Linked DNA regions of Zea mays: region 2 is linked to region 1. Evidence: chromatin contacts called from public Hi-C data. All regions are on one chromosome and are shown on one strand. The core of a region is the stretch at or near the end of the contact, and the rest is flanking DNA. Distances in the headings are between cores, read along the strand shown.

Evidence for each region. Hi-C and Micro-C count contacts between places; a contact is called where the count stands out from the background.
Region 2: a contact with region 1 is called in a Hi-C map of leaf, with 2.2 times the contacts expected there. The contact joins the promoter of LOC100280875 here to the promoter of LOC103639291 in region 1. A contact is called at or near these places in 2 of 25 Hi-C or Micro-C datasets (ear and leaf).

Annotation. Positions count from the first base shown.
Region 1 is chr9:144,854,870-144,862,496 of Zm-B73-REFERENCE-NAM-5.0, forward strand. LOC103639291 reads left to right here and starts at 3,101. Exons shown (of 18, transcript XM_020544166.3): 1 at 3,101-3,483; 2 at 3,586-3,777; 3 at 3,884-3,979; 4 at 4,103-4,155; 5 at 4,437-4,533; 6 at 4,720-4,793; 7 at 4,898-5,003; 8 at 5,693-5,803; 9 at 7,210-7,286; 10 at 7,518-7,584. The coding sequence starts at 3,337. It overlaps LOC103639290 (calcium-transporting ATPase 4, endoplasmic reticulum-type), which reads left to right. Exons shown (of 8, transcript XM_008662050.4): 8 at 85-938. The coding sequence ends at 660.
Region 2 is chr9:145,062,581-145,070,207 of Zm-B73-REFERENCE-NAM-5.0, forward strand. LOC100280875 (nitric oxide synthase interacting protein) reads right to left here and starts at 3,184. Exons shown (of 2, transcript NM_001153795.1): 1 at 2,842-3,184; 2 at 1,302-2,085. The coding sequence starts at 3,080. The coding sequence ends at 1,404. It overlaps LOC100382746, which reads left to right. Exons shown (of 12, transcript XM_035962704.1): 12 at 1-104.

The DNA.
Region 1 (7,627 bases), core at 1,851-4,350:
AGTTGGCCCATGCAACCACATGAAAGTATGAAACAGGCTGTGCCGCTTTTTACTAACTAGAGATCCATGTTCTTGCATGTGTAGGTTATTGGCCTTTATGTTGGGGTTGCAACAGTGGGAATCTTCATCATCTGGTACACGCATGACAGTTTCCTGGGAATTGACCTGGCTAGTGATGGTCATACACTTGTATCGTACTCCCAGCTCTCAAACTGGGACAAGTGCTCCTCATGGGAGGGCTTCAAGGTGTCACCATTCACCGCAGGAGCGAGGACATTCAGCTTCGATGCAAATCCATGCGATTACTTCCAGGGTGGCAAGATTAAAGCAACGACCCTCTCCCTGTCAGTCTTGGTGGCCATTGAGATGTTCAACTCACTGAATGCCCTGTCAGAGGACGGCAGCCTTGTGAGCATGCCACCATGGGTTAATCCGTGGCTTCTTCTGGCCATGTCGGTTTCTTTCGGGCTGCATTTCTTGATCCTCTACGTGCCTTTCCTCGCTCAAGTGTTTGGGATCGTGCCCCTCAGTTTGAACGAATGGCTCTTGGTGGTGGCAGTGGCCTTCCCCGTTGTGCTGATCGACGAGGTTCTCAAATTTGTGGGGCGGTGCCTGACAGCGCGTGCCCGGAAACAATCAGGGAAGAGGAAGGCAGAGTAGATGCTAGTGATCATCGGTATTTAGAATCTGTAGTGCCACGGGGAATCGATATTCAATGTGACACCCCCATTGTTTTTGAGCTGCTAAGGGCTCTCGATCCTTTCAGAGTGTTTTAGGTTGGGAATATGACCGTGCATGACAGGCTAGGATACTCTATAGAATTGGTAAGCATATCGCGTTGAACAACACTGCCTTTTGTTTTTCGTTGTAACAAATGCTGGTACTGTGAACATGCTGGAGATACAACAATGGTTACCTGACGTTTTTTTCTCTCTGACGATGAGCAGCTATACATGCTACTGACCTACTGTTATGTTGCGAATCTTCTGTCTTCTGACATGTTGCTCAGTAATACGTTTTTTTGCACTTGTATGTGCGGTTATGTTCTCTTGTGAGAGATTCCTCTTGTACAGATGATGATCCGCATCATTGTGATGTACATTGGTGCTTCTACATATGCTATATGCATTGTTGAAGGAGTAGACATCGGACTTGTCCGTCAGCATCTGCCGCCGGAAGTAGTCCTGGTCGAGGTACCCGAAGCTGCCCGGCGGTGCTGACGTGCGTCTTGTCCAGCTCCGGTCCGGTCTTGGACAGCCCGAAGTCGGCGGAGAACCTATCATGTGGTATTGTGCTCACATGTCCAATTTAAATTTAGGGTTTAGGTTTAGGTTTTGCAGTTTGATACCTGAAAGGCGGAAGAGTTCTTGCCAAATATGGCTGGTGAAGATACGGTCTCTATCTGATACCAGAGCGTGAGGTCCACGAAGTTTGTATACGTTTGCCATGAAGTCTTGAGGCACTTTAACGGCGTGTTTGGTTTGCAGGTTGGACTGCTTTCGGAGTCATCTGGACCTACGTCCGAGCCTACATTATCGTTTGGTTTGAATTGCGGAACGATGTCGTCCGTCACTGCGTTGTTCTAATAATATACTAACACTTGGAATCAGCTCACTCCGCAAGAAAGTGCAAGACCGCTCCATCCGGAGCCAGGCCACGATGGATGAGCCAAACCATCAAACCAAACATGCTATAAGTGTAGTGAATGGATGAAGCAAGCCGATGAAATGGGCATACTTACTGAACGTATCAACCACCACAAGGATACAGTTAGTTGTACCCAGGGCCGTTCCTGACTTTTCAGGGGCCCAGTACGAAATCCAATATGGACCCATCCACAAAAATATATATAATTATATATATAGTATCAAATATTTGACGTACAAAAATTATTATGTACTGTTTTGATGTTTATAAGATAACAAATGTAAAATATAGCAAAAAAACACGTACTTGTTATCTGATATAATTAAAAATATCTTATAACATTTTATGATACAAAGTTATCGCTTATATCATTGAGATCAATCTCATCCAACAATTTTTTTCGATATATAGAATGCCAAGCCATTTAACATCTCTTGAGTTATTGTTGACCATAAATAGTTCACAAAAATATTTCAATTTTAAAAAACTTCTCTCTGCCGATGCAACCATCATGTGTATAGTAAACAATACTCTCTCTATATCACAATAGAATTCGTTTTGCTTCTTTAGTGGATTCATCATCATTTAGTTGAATATAAACATAAAATCAAGAGCTAAAACAAATACTATTTTGAAACGAATGGAGTAAGGATGGAGTATTCGATAAGTAATTGAGACATGAGTTTAACAATCTAAATGAGACTGGTCGATAGCGCATTGCTCTTTGTGTATTTGTATCTAGAATAGATAGGTTTAATAGAAAAAAGTGCTAATGTCCAATGGTTAGGGGCCCCTCTGTTTTTGGGGGCCCGGTGCGGCCGCACCCTCTGCAACCCCTCAGGGCCGGCCCTGGTTGCACCGGATCGGGGCAACCCTTCAATGAAGTTCAGCTAGACCACTTGCCAGGCTTGGTTGGGTATAGGCAATATCTGGAGTAACCTAGGATTTGAGATGGCAACGAGTAAAATCTCGCTGGATATTACTTGTCTAAACACATATACATAAAGAAAAAACATGTATATTAAAAAAAATCCATACTCATAACAGGTATAAAATTTTGCCCAAGCCTATGTCCATACGAGTTTCGGGTGTCCAACGAGTTTTCCATACCCACTAACATCAGCATAAAAAATAACTCATCATGTAAATGATAGTCAATATATTAATTAGTTAGGATAAAAAATAAGTGATAACTAATTTTAGCTTAACTTTGTTATATGAAGTTTATTTCACTTAGAACATATTCAATTAATAATATTATGAGACATATTTGTAAATGTTGATTTTAAGGTTGATTTTAAAAACCCATGGGTTTGCGGGTATGCGTAGTGGAAGAATAAACTTATGCTCACGTAATCGTTAGGTTGCTATTTGAACCCATTAACAAATTTATGGTAGAGAAATTTATCTAAACCTATATTCTAATAGAGCAAAAATTTATTGGATCTGGGTAGCGGGTACCCACTGGCCATTGCTATCACCAAATTTTTCGCGGGCGCACGCATTCCTAGGCCGCACCGCGCCACCGGGACGGGAAGAGCGTCCCCTGCACCGGCCATTTGCTCCGCTCGCGTCCCCGCCTCCTGCGCACGAGACGCTCTCCGCTTTTTTTTTATCGACGAGTTTGAGACAGACCAAAGAGGCGGAAGAAGCGGGGAAGCCGACGGGCAACGACCGGGGCGTGAGGCGATGTCGTGGCTCCGCAGCGCGGTGCACCGCGCCGTGGAGGCGAGCGGGGGTCACAGCTCCCTCCTTACCCGCACCGTCCGCACCTCCCTTGACACCGTCGTCCACCATGCCGGCCAGGCTGTCGCGGGCGGCGCCAGGCTCATCACCGTACGGACAACCCCCTAGCTCCGCTCTCATCAACGGGCGCCGCCTTGTCCATACATTCGCGGCGATCGTTCGTGACTAGGGTTTGCGCTTGTTCTCTCGCAGGGGAGCCGGAGTTACAAGAGCGCGAAGGTGGCAGCGAAGAGGCTGGAAGAGGAGGCGCTCTCCTGCAAAGGGGACGAACGGGTGCAGCTGCTGCGCCGGTGGCTCGTCGCGCTCAAGGAGACCCAGCGCGCGACCACGGCGGTCCGGGAGCCGCAATTTGGGGACAATCCGGACCAGACTGCGCCCCTGCTGGTCAGCATCCCTCCCTGGCTACTCGCTTGGTTTGCAGAATTTTTTGGATTGCATTACGATCCCGACTCATTAGGCGCCGAACTACCTGTGCTCGCGGGAGTTGCAGGATTTGTACATCGATTACGACAGCGGTGCGGAGCCGATGAACTTTTTCCATGTCTTCCTCTACAGTCAAGCCCTCGAGTGTGTTGTTCTCTCCTTGGTGAGTTGGATTTGTGGCTGTTCAATTTGGTGTTGCAATGGTCTCGTTGTCGTTGCCACCATGTAGCCATGTAGGTACCATTGTTTGGTAATTTCAAAATTTTGACTCGTCTTCTATGATCAGATTAGGGAAGCCCCAACTGAGGAAGAAGTTCCACTGGTCTCAGAAGTTTTTGGGCAAGTTATTCGACCATTTGATGTCTTGTTACTTTGTTCTTGAATTTTTTTGTTCATATATGATCGTGTCTGGTTCTCACATAACAAGTCTCGAGTCCAGTGTACAAAAAATGTGCCATGTATTACTGTATACATGACAAGTTCATTATCTTTTGATTGTCTTTACAGATGCCTGCCCCCTGTACTACATTTAGAACGTTAATATGAGTTATAAACCCCTTTGAATTTTTCCATGTCACCTCTATTCAAGCAACATATAATGCTATGATTCTTCATTACAGAATGTGCCTTTCGGGAGGGAAGGATGTGCACAATGCACTCTTAAGTAGTGTAAAGGACCTGGCAAGGTTATTCTCAAGTTATAGTGACGAAGTGTTGGTATGAATTTTCTTTTTTGTTTTACCAGTTCTCAGTATTAAACCATGTACTCATGTATATGAGTTATTTGATCGTCTAGCTATCTTCATAAATCATGTAAAATGTACTTTCTACCTGGTGTTATTAGATGGCAGCAAAAGCATAAAATGCATCAACTGTAATGTTGGCTTCTATGTTCTTTTCCAGGCAAAACGTGACGAGCTGCTTCAGTTTGCTCAGGGTGCGATCTCAGGGCTAAAGATAAATGCTGACATTGCAAGGTTCTGTCTTTTCTGTTGGGCAGTTGAAGGTGTTTGTAGTTCCATTTTTGCGTGTCCATCTTTACATGCTTTAAAAATTAAAGCCTCTTTTTTCTTGATTCCAGATTAGATAATGAAATTACTCAGTTGCAACAGCAGATAAATTCAATGGATGCGCTCCATGCTACATCAATCGTCAATCAGAATAAAAAAGCTCAAACAGCCACTGAGGTAGCCCTTTAAAGTTATTCAGCCTGTACAACTGTGGGTTATCCTTTCCTTCAATAGATGAAAGGGAGCACTGACACACAATCTATTTATAATATTGATTTGTTTCTCCTAGATGTAGGGGTGGTAATGGGATCTAAACTTTATAAATATAAAATTTAAGGATCAAATCAGATTAGGATCATGCTCTATTTCTATTCATTTTTTAATTAAAATTTATTAATAGCCCTAATTTATTGTGAAGGATCATTTGGATCATGATCCATTACCACCCCTACCTCGATGCGAACTAAATAGTATGGTTATGAAATACTCTGCCTCTGATTGTGAAAAATTAATATTTGCGAACTAATCTTTGTGCAAGTGCACGGAACATTTGTGAAGTGTACATTAGTTTTTTTTCCTGTTTCTAAGTACATACATGTTATGTTAGGAAGAAAAAAAATGTTTCAACTGTTATATAGGATTTTAATCATTGTTTATTTCATTTTTGAAATATACCATGTTTTCCTTTTTAAATGTGCATTCAGAAACCCTTTTTTTCATGTCTACTCCTTGCATGCTGTCTTTAGGTATCAGTAATTTACTGAGGTTTTATTTCCCCAACATATTCCAGTATGGTTCAACTTACTACATCATTATTAATATAGTTAGCATAAGAAGATTCAATGTATTTATGATACTATCTGTAGGGTTTCAGAAAGGCAGTTTCTGAAGTTCGGCTTTGCTCTAGAATGGAAGAACTTCTATTGAAGAAGAAATCAATACACCCCGGTGATTCATTGGAGACTCATTTTGAGAAGGTCTGATGCTCCTGTAATTTCTAAATTAATTTCACTTCTATTTTTGCTGCATACTTCTTTACTCTAGAGCGGAAGAATCTAAAGCTTTTTAAAAAAAACATGGCAGGAGGTCTGCCTCTCAAATAAGATAGGAGCAAGAGTTTATGTACATAAAGGACAAGGGCCTGAGAGCCCCATTGCGCACACACCAAACGCTTTTTTCCTCCACTAGGCGATAGCCAGTTTAAGGGGGACTAAGTGAAATTATTAAGCCAACACTCTCACAGTGCAACTGGTCAGCCGGATACGCCAAAGAAGCGGTCTGCTGGGCCAGCCCGGGTTCGAGTCGCGGCATCAACTGCTTAAGTGAAAAAGTCAGGGGGACGTCTCTCCCCTTGGTTGAAAAAAAAGTGAAATTATTAAGCACCCTTCCATGTAGATCAGTGTCTTCTTTGGTTCTGGAGGCCACCTGGCTTGCGTCCATGGAGCTGTTTTGGAAGATCCTCCTTTTCTTTCCTTCCAAATGTTTCAATACGTGTAGATTACCACCCCCATTGAAGTGTTGTCGCCTTTTCCTTGGGATTTTGGCAGACTTTTATTCCCACCATGCACTAATTTCAGCTGGTTGGGTCTGCAGGCGTATGAGGTAGGCATCATAATGCTCCCAAGTTAAGACGAGGTTCCAGATCTCTTTAGCGAAGGGGTACAACAAGCTCAGATAGAGGCCAGATTCTAAAGGACCGTCACACATGACAAAGTGGTCCTGGTGTGGCCAATTCTTTAGTTGCAGGTTATCCGCTGTTAGGAACTTAGGATTTTATTTTCTATGAGAATCCAAGCAAAGAGCTTGCATTTGTTCTCCAAGTGCGCTTTCCATATAAGTTCTGGCCGGAACATCCTGAAAGTCCCTTGGAATTGGATGACATGTGTCCGCTGGCTGGCTGGATGAGATATGCCCATTTCCAAGCGATGGAATCTTGCACGTCCCGTTGCATTTGGATCTTCTGATTCTGAGTCATAGGGATACAAATTCCTCTACCTGGGTGGCTGTTGAGATCTTGCCTTGCAGAGAGCAAATCCATTTGTTGTTTTGAAGTTCTTGTTTTAAAGCGTTTTTTGTTTGCTAGAACTTATCAAATTGTCCTCCCTGTCAAATGATATGTGGGTGTATCTTATGGGGTGTTTGGTTTGAGTAATGAACTAGTCTCTCATCTTCTCACTCCTCACTATTTTTGTTTGGTTTGTGGAATAGAATGAGTTGATCCATCACCACCTCATTCCTTATAGTTAGTTAGTTAGTACTAATATGAGGAATGAAGTCATTCTACTAAATTTGAGGAATGAACCCATGATGCACCACTTCAATTTGGATGGTTTGATTCCTCAAACCAAACACTCTATTAATGTCCATTCATAAAACTTTGCAGGTAGATAAACTGAAGGTTTTGTCTGAATCCCTTGCAAATTCATCTGCAAAAGCAGAAAAGCGTATCATGGAAAATAGGTTATATCTTGAGCATTCTTTGTGCTGTGTATTTAGTCTCACCAATTTAGCATGTATCAGTCATAAACATGCTTGCATACTTATATATCGATTAAACACATATGTTATGTTGTTAACTCTTGCAATACAAGTTGTTGTTCAATTCAGAGCCACTGATTTATTTGGTTCCAAAACATTTGAAATAGCATTCTCTGCTTAAAGTGAATTGATTGTCTATGCTTTACAATGCAGGCTACAAAAGGAAGAATCTCTTATCTTCCGGGTCACCAAAACAAATGAAGTTAGTGGTATAGAAAAGGTAATTTTTGTGGTACTAGCTTGTCATCTGCAAACCACCACAG
Region 2 (7,627 bases), core at 1,934-4,433, 210 kb after region 1:
TGTTTTGATCATTTAATGTGTGTATATTGTTCGATTCTTGGTCGGTCCGAGTCTTGTAGCCGTGATGAAAAGCTTTTTACATGGAAATTCTGAGCTTGGCGTTATTTTCGTCCACGAGACCATTCAGACTACGAGTTGCAGATATTGAAAATTATAACCAATTTCTTTTTGTTTGCAATTGATTACGAGGCTCGAGCAGGCCACCTCGAGGCCAGCCAGCCTGATTCCTTCCAAAGAGGTTCCAAGCACGCGGTCACTTGAGTTTGTAACGCCAGTACATCACCCATCAACTTGTGCTCGAAGGTAATAAATCCATGAGTTGTCCATGCACAATCATTTATACTTGAATGAACTTTGTCAATTATCTATCATGGGCATGACAATTTGTTAGAAAAAATATGTTTTTTTTCTTGAATAAATTAATGGTAATTATATCACGTGTCAAAAATATTTTTCAATTGACACCAATAATATTAACTCAGAAATATTTTGCGTAAATCGAAAAAACTCAAATCTATCCTATCCTTATTTGGGTACCATATGCACATCTTTAGGCTTCTATTGAATCAAGAAATTGGATTGTACATCTTTTTGATTTTGATATCGATACATATAAGGTGTCCTACGGATAATGCAAATCGAAGCTATTTGATGTCTGACTCAGGCCTATATGTATATGACTGATGGATCGAAATACTCCAAGGCTCCACCTTTGTCATATATTCCATATATCACATTCGATAGATATTATATTCATGGAATACGATTCACTTTCAAGAGCTGGTTTGGTAGACATGTAAATAGAGAGAATCTATGAAGAGGAATCCTCTCATTATTTAAATTTCTCCCCCAATGGATCCCACCAAATCAGCCCCAAACCTTTCCACGAGAAACCTCTCATTCCTAAAGCCTAAAGTTGGAGGTAGCCTACCTGTCAAACAGGTCCACACGCTCTATCATGAGCTGCAACTCCGTAGCTGCTCAATGACAGAGATCTAAAACAAAAACTGAAACAGAGCTGTTCCAAACAAGCCCCAACATATATGCCAACACCAAGAGCAAGCGGATCATAGTTAGACAAGCTGGAGCTTAACAAATTTGCCACAATAAAAAGAAGCAAAGCTGCAAGATGCATGCATATCGGATAGATTAAGGGCCAGTTTGGTTCCTGACGCGCGGCGCCGCGCCTAAGCCGCGGCGGCCGAATCGGCCGCCACAGCTGCGGCAGCAAAAGTGTGGCGGGAGGTGGCAGTTTAGGCGTAATACCAAACAGCCCCTAAAAGACTGAAGATGAACTGTTCTGAATACAACGATTTTGATGCCATAAAACAAAATTCTCCAGGTTACATAATTTCATGACACCATGGTAAACAATACACAACATCAGCTATAATTATTCAAGGTTAGTAAGTTTTTGGTGCAGGCTTCACTAGCCCTAACCCAGAGCCACTACCCAAATACTTGAAATCTCTTGCCTCCAGGCGTTCATCATGTGCAGCAAACCCAGTTCCTCCTTTCTCCAATGGAACCAGATTCCTCTCCCTGAATGGTTTGCTGCACTCCAAGCAAGCTTTATCCTTCACTAGAAACTTGTCGGAACATTTCTTGCAGAAGACATGGCCACAGGTGCTCACCGCCACAAGGGACATGGTATTTGTGAGAGTGGACTTGCAACTAGGGCACATGTAGCTACAGGAGTTTCCTGCCTTGCTGCTCTTCTGATCAGCAGTTTCCTCTGTGAACGAGATAGGGAAGAGCGATTTCAACTTAAGCTTCTCCTGCCCCTCCGGGCAAACAGTGTCGGTGGAGGGCAAGTCTACCTTGACCGTAGCTTCAGGAGTAGCTGAAGGGAGCCAGAATGCCTTCATATTGCGAAGGGCTTCCTCTTCAAAAGAAGTGACCTTCACACTATTTGCTCCATGAAACCCATTCTTGTATTGGGAACCACTGCGATCATGGTACTGGGGAACAGCTCCATGATTCTGCTGATCAAAGGCATCCAACTCCTTAGCCTTCTGCAGAATTAGCTTCTCTTCCTCCTCTTCTTTCTCCTGCTTTTTCTGGGCCTCATGTGCTGCTAGCTTGCTGGAAGAACAAGGGTAATAGAAAAGCAGATAGTTTAAGACCAAATACAGAATTTTTTGTGTCTGTCACGAACAATATGAATTCTAGGTAAGGCAACTACAAGAGGCGTATTATTTTAATGACCAGTGGCTAATGAACATGGTTGCTGGTAAAATGTACTTTTAAGCAAACAAACATACATTTGCAGGCACAGTGAGTAATGGCAAGGGTCAAGTGTTTGATAATGAAACTACATACAAGACCACGAATCAAGACAGTACCGATCCAAGAAAGACAGACAATTTGATCCAAAATATAGGTACGACCTTGCAAAGCAAAATCGAACTCCAGGCGAGACCATGCTGGTCCAAAATTCATTGACACCCTTGGCGTTAGGAGGTGTTTGGTTCCCAACTCCTAAACTTTAGTGCCAGTCAATTTTACTCCCTAAATTGCCAAACAGTATGACTAATAAATGAGGTCTCCCGCATAGATACTCTACTGACTAAAATTTAGTCTCTAAAGCTTAGAAGAGTGACTAAGGGAACCAAACACCCCTAATATCCGCAGAAAAATCATCAGCCGCCTGAGCCTTACAGCACTGATATACTAGCCTGACGATTCTTCCCACAAATACTGTGAAAGTCTGCAGCCTTCTCTCCTCCCTGCCATCGCGCACCCTACTCTACTCCCCCAATAGCCCAACCAACCACCCCCTAAAGAAAGTACGCAATTAACAAGACAGAGAAGTAAAGAGCGTGAACTGTTGCCGCCTACCGCTTGATGTCCTTCTTCTGGGAGAGGAGGCACTCGAGGATGCACTCCTTACAGAATGTGTGGCCCTTGGGGCAGCAGAGCGGGCCGATGAGCGGCTTGAGGCAGAGGCAGCAGGCGTCGAAGGGCTTGATGGAGTCCTTTCCCAGGCGCTCCCGCTGCGTGCCGTACCCGAGCTTCCGCTTCTCCTCGTACGTGAAGAAGGCGAGGTCGTTGTTGTTTTTCGAATGCCGCTGCGGCATCTTCGCTCGTGCCTCGAATCGTCTTAGCCCGAGAGATGCGGGGAGATCGGCAGGCGGAGGAAGGTATTCGCTCGCTTGGAACCCTAGATTTGTTTGACGCGGGGAAGGCAAAGCGGCGACGCAGGAAGATGATCCTGGATTAATATAGTGACGGGTTGGGCCGAGCGGGATTGACCGTAGGCTGATGATGTTTTCGGAGTAATGGATAAAATACCAGAAGAACAAATTCTGTATTGCTACGATTTCTATTATTTGATGTATAGACTTTGGTTTAATAAAACATAAAAATATGCGTTCTATTTGTTAGCTAGGTATGAATACAGAGCCAACAATTAAAATTTGAATCTTCCGCATAATTTTAACTTATTTTTGCATACAGTAGGAAAGGGTACTACGATTGTGAAAACTGGTGCTTTATATAGTTGATTGATGAAAAGAGATGGTCTTTTTACAAATAGTCAGGGGAGTGAAATGATTGGTTTGAAATATAATATTTTTAAAAAATCCTCTTGACTTTATTTATGCATTAGTCTACACAGTTTACATCAATAGATTGGTTTGCGTGTAATATGTTCCTAACTCTACTTTGTCTAATTTTATATATTTTGAACTCTAATTTATCTATAATATCGTTTAATGGTGATAATAGTTTGACTTTAACTTAATAGTTTTAGATCCGGTTCTAAAGATTCTTTCACCCAATAAACATACCACATAAATCCGCAAGTCAAAACTCGAAAGTCAAGTCAAGTCAGATGCAGATGGTTAAGTTTGATTGTTTCTTTTATCTTATAAAAAGGAGGTTTAATTTGTCATAATTAGAAAAAGGGTATGATCATGTCAAAAACGATCTTTCGAAATAAATTATCAATTGTTCATACAGAGCATTTGCAATTGGTAACAAAATAGTGGTTTGCAAGAAAAGGATGTCTATTCGAAATTATCGAAATATCAACGACGACAGCACAATTTCACTTGCCCGACACTCAAGTAGAGACGGGCATGCACGCATGCAATTCCACTCCACGCCCGCTTCTACAGCTTTAGTCGTTGTCGATGAACCAAACAAATCTATCTTGAACTCGCACAAACTAGTAGCATTATTGTTGACTTTGCAGAGCACGTTGGTTCTGAATAATGTCGCTTAAACTAGACTCCTACTGGATTGCAGTGCTACTGGGTCCAACCAAATGAAGCTTAGCTACACTTGGAGAGTTGATGTCAGTTGCATTTCTCTTTTTTAGCCTATCTTATAGGTATATATTTTCTACGGGAAGTGAGCATGTTTGACTTGGAAAGCAACAGATGTTTACTAGGCTAGGATTAGCTGACTTCAATGCAGCTTAGTCTAGAAGGTCAACATGAACATTATGTTGTGTTATATATACTATATGCTATTGGAATGACATGCTATATGTGTCGTGATAGAAAACATTGCTCAAAAAATCAAAGCAAAAGTACTATATATGTGAGATAGCGAGCTAGCTTCACATTGGCGTAGTAGTTAGCAAGCTGACATGACTTGGAAATAATGGTAGCTTCTCTAGTATACTGGTGGGATCCATAAATGAAATCGTCGCAATTAAAATCTTCCATCTATGTAACCTGATAGCATGTGGATCTGGTGCGAATCAAGGCCCTACCCTCCTAGGTTTGTGGTGGCTCTGTATCTTGTACTGTTTACTATGATTACTTCAGCTCTCTCTCTCTCTCTTCTTTCATTTGGCTTTTATAAGGAATTTTTGGATTTGAGTTCTTAGGGACTTTTAGGTTGAATTAAATGGTGCAAGAACATATGAGAATTATTTTCACCAATGTTCGATTCCTAGAGTTTTCTTGATCTTTTGTAGCTTGAATTTTGTGAACACCTTGAATACGAGAAGATGTGCGTGCAAAATTTCACCTTACTCTAAGTTCATTTAGTCGATTTTTAGCTTTCTCTCATATGTTTTGAACAGTTGAAAACTGCATACATATTAAAGTTTACAAGTGGGTTATTTACCTTTTTAAACTTTTTGGTTGAACTTATTAATGTGTCCACTCTAACATAGTATCGAAGCTAGGTCTTGAGTTCGAGTCTTACCAAAGGTGAGTGGAGGGTGTTGTAGTGTGTCTAACCCGAATACTAATATGTGTTTCTATTGTATGGTTTGTTCCGTTGTATTTCTTATATTGTTTCGAACATATCTCATCACTAATTGATATGTATGTGTTTTTTGTTGGTGTTAGTAATTTATGTTTAGAGTAAAGTTAGCTGGGATTGAAACCATTATCGTTTTAAAAAAAATATTAGCTTCTATTTTTCCGTTAGTCGTCTAATTCAATGTAAGAAGATATAGCTATGATAACGAACTTGTGATACAAAAACGAAAGAGATATATCATTCAATTCCAATGATTGTCAGATAGCTGTGTCTGCAGAGCCACAACACAGAGATTCCTCATCAATCAGCATCGTCTTCCATGCTTCTGCACTGCAATTAGGCCAAAGGCGACTGTCCTTTTTTGCTAGGGGTGAAAACGGGTCGGGTATACCCGCTGGTACTGGATACGGATAGTGCAAATACACGTTTTTTCGGATACAGATCAGATATTTTTATATTAGGGCGGATACAATTAATACCCGGATTGTGCAGCTTCAGATTCGGGTCTTATACGGAGCAAGGACTACCGGTAAATACTTTGAAATTTTACGAAGGCATAACATATGTCCATATATAACCATAAAAATATTTTGATCATGAGATCTATAAGATGCACGTGTTTCTTTCATTTCACTTTAACTTATTTGTATGAGCTACAAGTGAAATCACTCTAAGTATTCATGTTTCAACATAATCAGTACTTTACTTTATCATTTTCATGTGAGAACTTGATTTTTATTTATATAGAATGTTCATTAGTTTTTGCAACTTATTTGCAATTTTTGAGTGAAACTAGAATATTTTATGAATTTAATTGCATTTTGATGATTTTCTATAGAAAAATAATAATAATACACAAATAGCCTAGAAATTTATGAATTTTTATGGGGACACAACATATATCCAATATAGTTCTAAAAATATTTGGACTATAAAATCCACAATATGCTAGTGTTTCTTCGATTCCACTCCCCACTTATTGCATGTGTTACACGTGAAATCACTTTATGTATCGAAGTTTCAACATAATCAATACTTCACTTATTATTTTTAATGTGGGTACTTGTGGTTATCTTTGAATAGAATGTTTATTTTTTTGGTATTTTTTTTTCAATTTTGGGTCGGAACTAGTGTATTTTATGAATTTAATTATATTTTGATGATTTTATGTAGAAAAAATAATAATGCACAAATAGCCTCAGAAATCCATGAAATTATACGGAGGTACAACATATGGCCACATAGTCATTAAAAATAATGGGACCATAAAATCCACAAGATGTCAACGTTTCTTCTATTTTATTTCCACTTGTTGCATGAGTTACACGTGAAATCACTCTTAAGTATCCAAGTTTCAACATAATCAATACTTCACTTTACCATTTTTATGTGGGAACTTAAGATTATCTTCTTATAAATTGTTTATTAGCCTTGATAATTTATTTATAATTCATGGCCGAACAAGAATATTTTATGATAAGAAATTAATGCATTATCCGGCAAATATCCGATATCCGACCAAATAATATTCGTATCCCACTTATCCGCCCGAATAAATATCCGGTCCCTGTATCCGTATCCGTCCCATTTCTAACTATCTGTATCTGCTCCCGAATCCATTTAAAATACATTAGGGTAGGATACATGATGATCTACTATCCGTCCGTATCCGCCCGTTTTCACCCCTATTTCCTGCGTCGATCAAAGCGGTGGCGAAAAAAGAAAGGCTTAGTTGTACGTCGTCTGGTTGCTATGGCCAAGAAGCCACGAAAAAGCTAACCCCCGCCCGACGCTTCGTATCGTTAGCAACACAGGGCCGTAGCGAGAGGTCGAGAGATGCCCAAAGGGATGGCCAAATGCAATGACTAATCCACCATTAGCAGCCTTGAAAGTCGCCTAGAGGGGGGTGAATAGGGCGAAACTGAAATTCTAAAAAATAATCACAACTACAAGCCGGGTTAGCGTTAGAAATATAATCGAGTCCGCGAGAGAGGGTGCAAAACAAATCGCAACCGAATAAGGAGTGTGACACGTGGATTTGTTTTACCGAGGTTCGGTTCTCACAAACCTACTCCTCGTTGAGGTGGTCACAAAGACCGGGTCTCTTTCAACCCTTTCCCTCTCTCAAACGGTCCCTCGGACCGAGTGAGCTTCTTCTTCTCAATCAAACGGGAACAAACTTCCCCACAAGGACCACCACACAATTGGTGTCTCTTGCCTTGGTTACAATTGAGTTGATCGAAAGAAAGATTGATAGAAAACACGATTGTAAAAGCCAAGCGACAAGAGCGACAAATAACACACGGATCACTTGCTCTCTCAAGTCACTAATCACTAATGATCTCTTTTCTCAATTGTGAAACTTGGAGAGATGGAGGCTTTGAATGTGTCTTGGAATGGATTG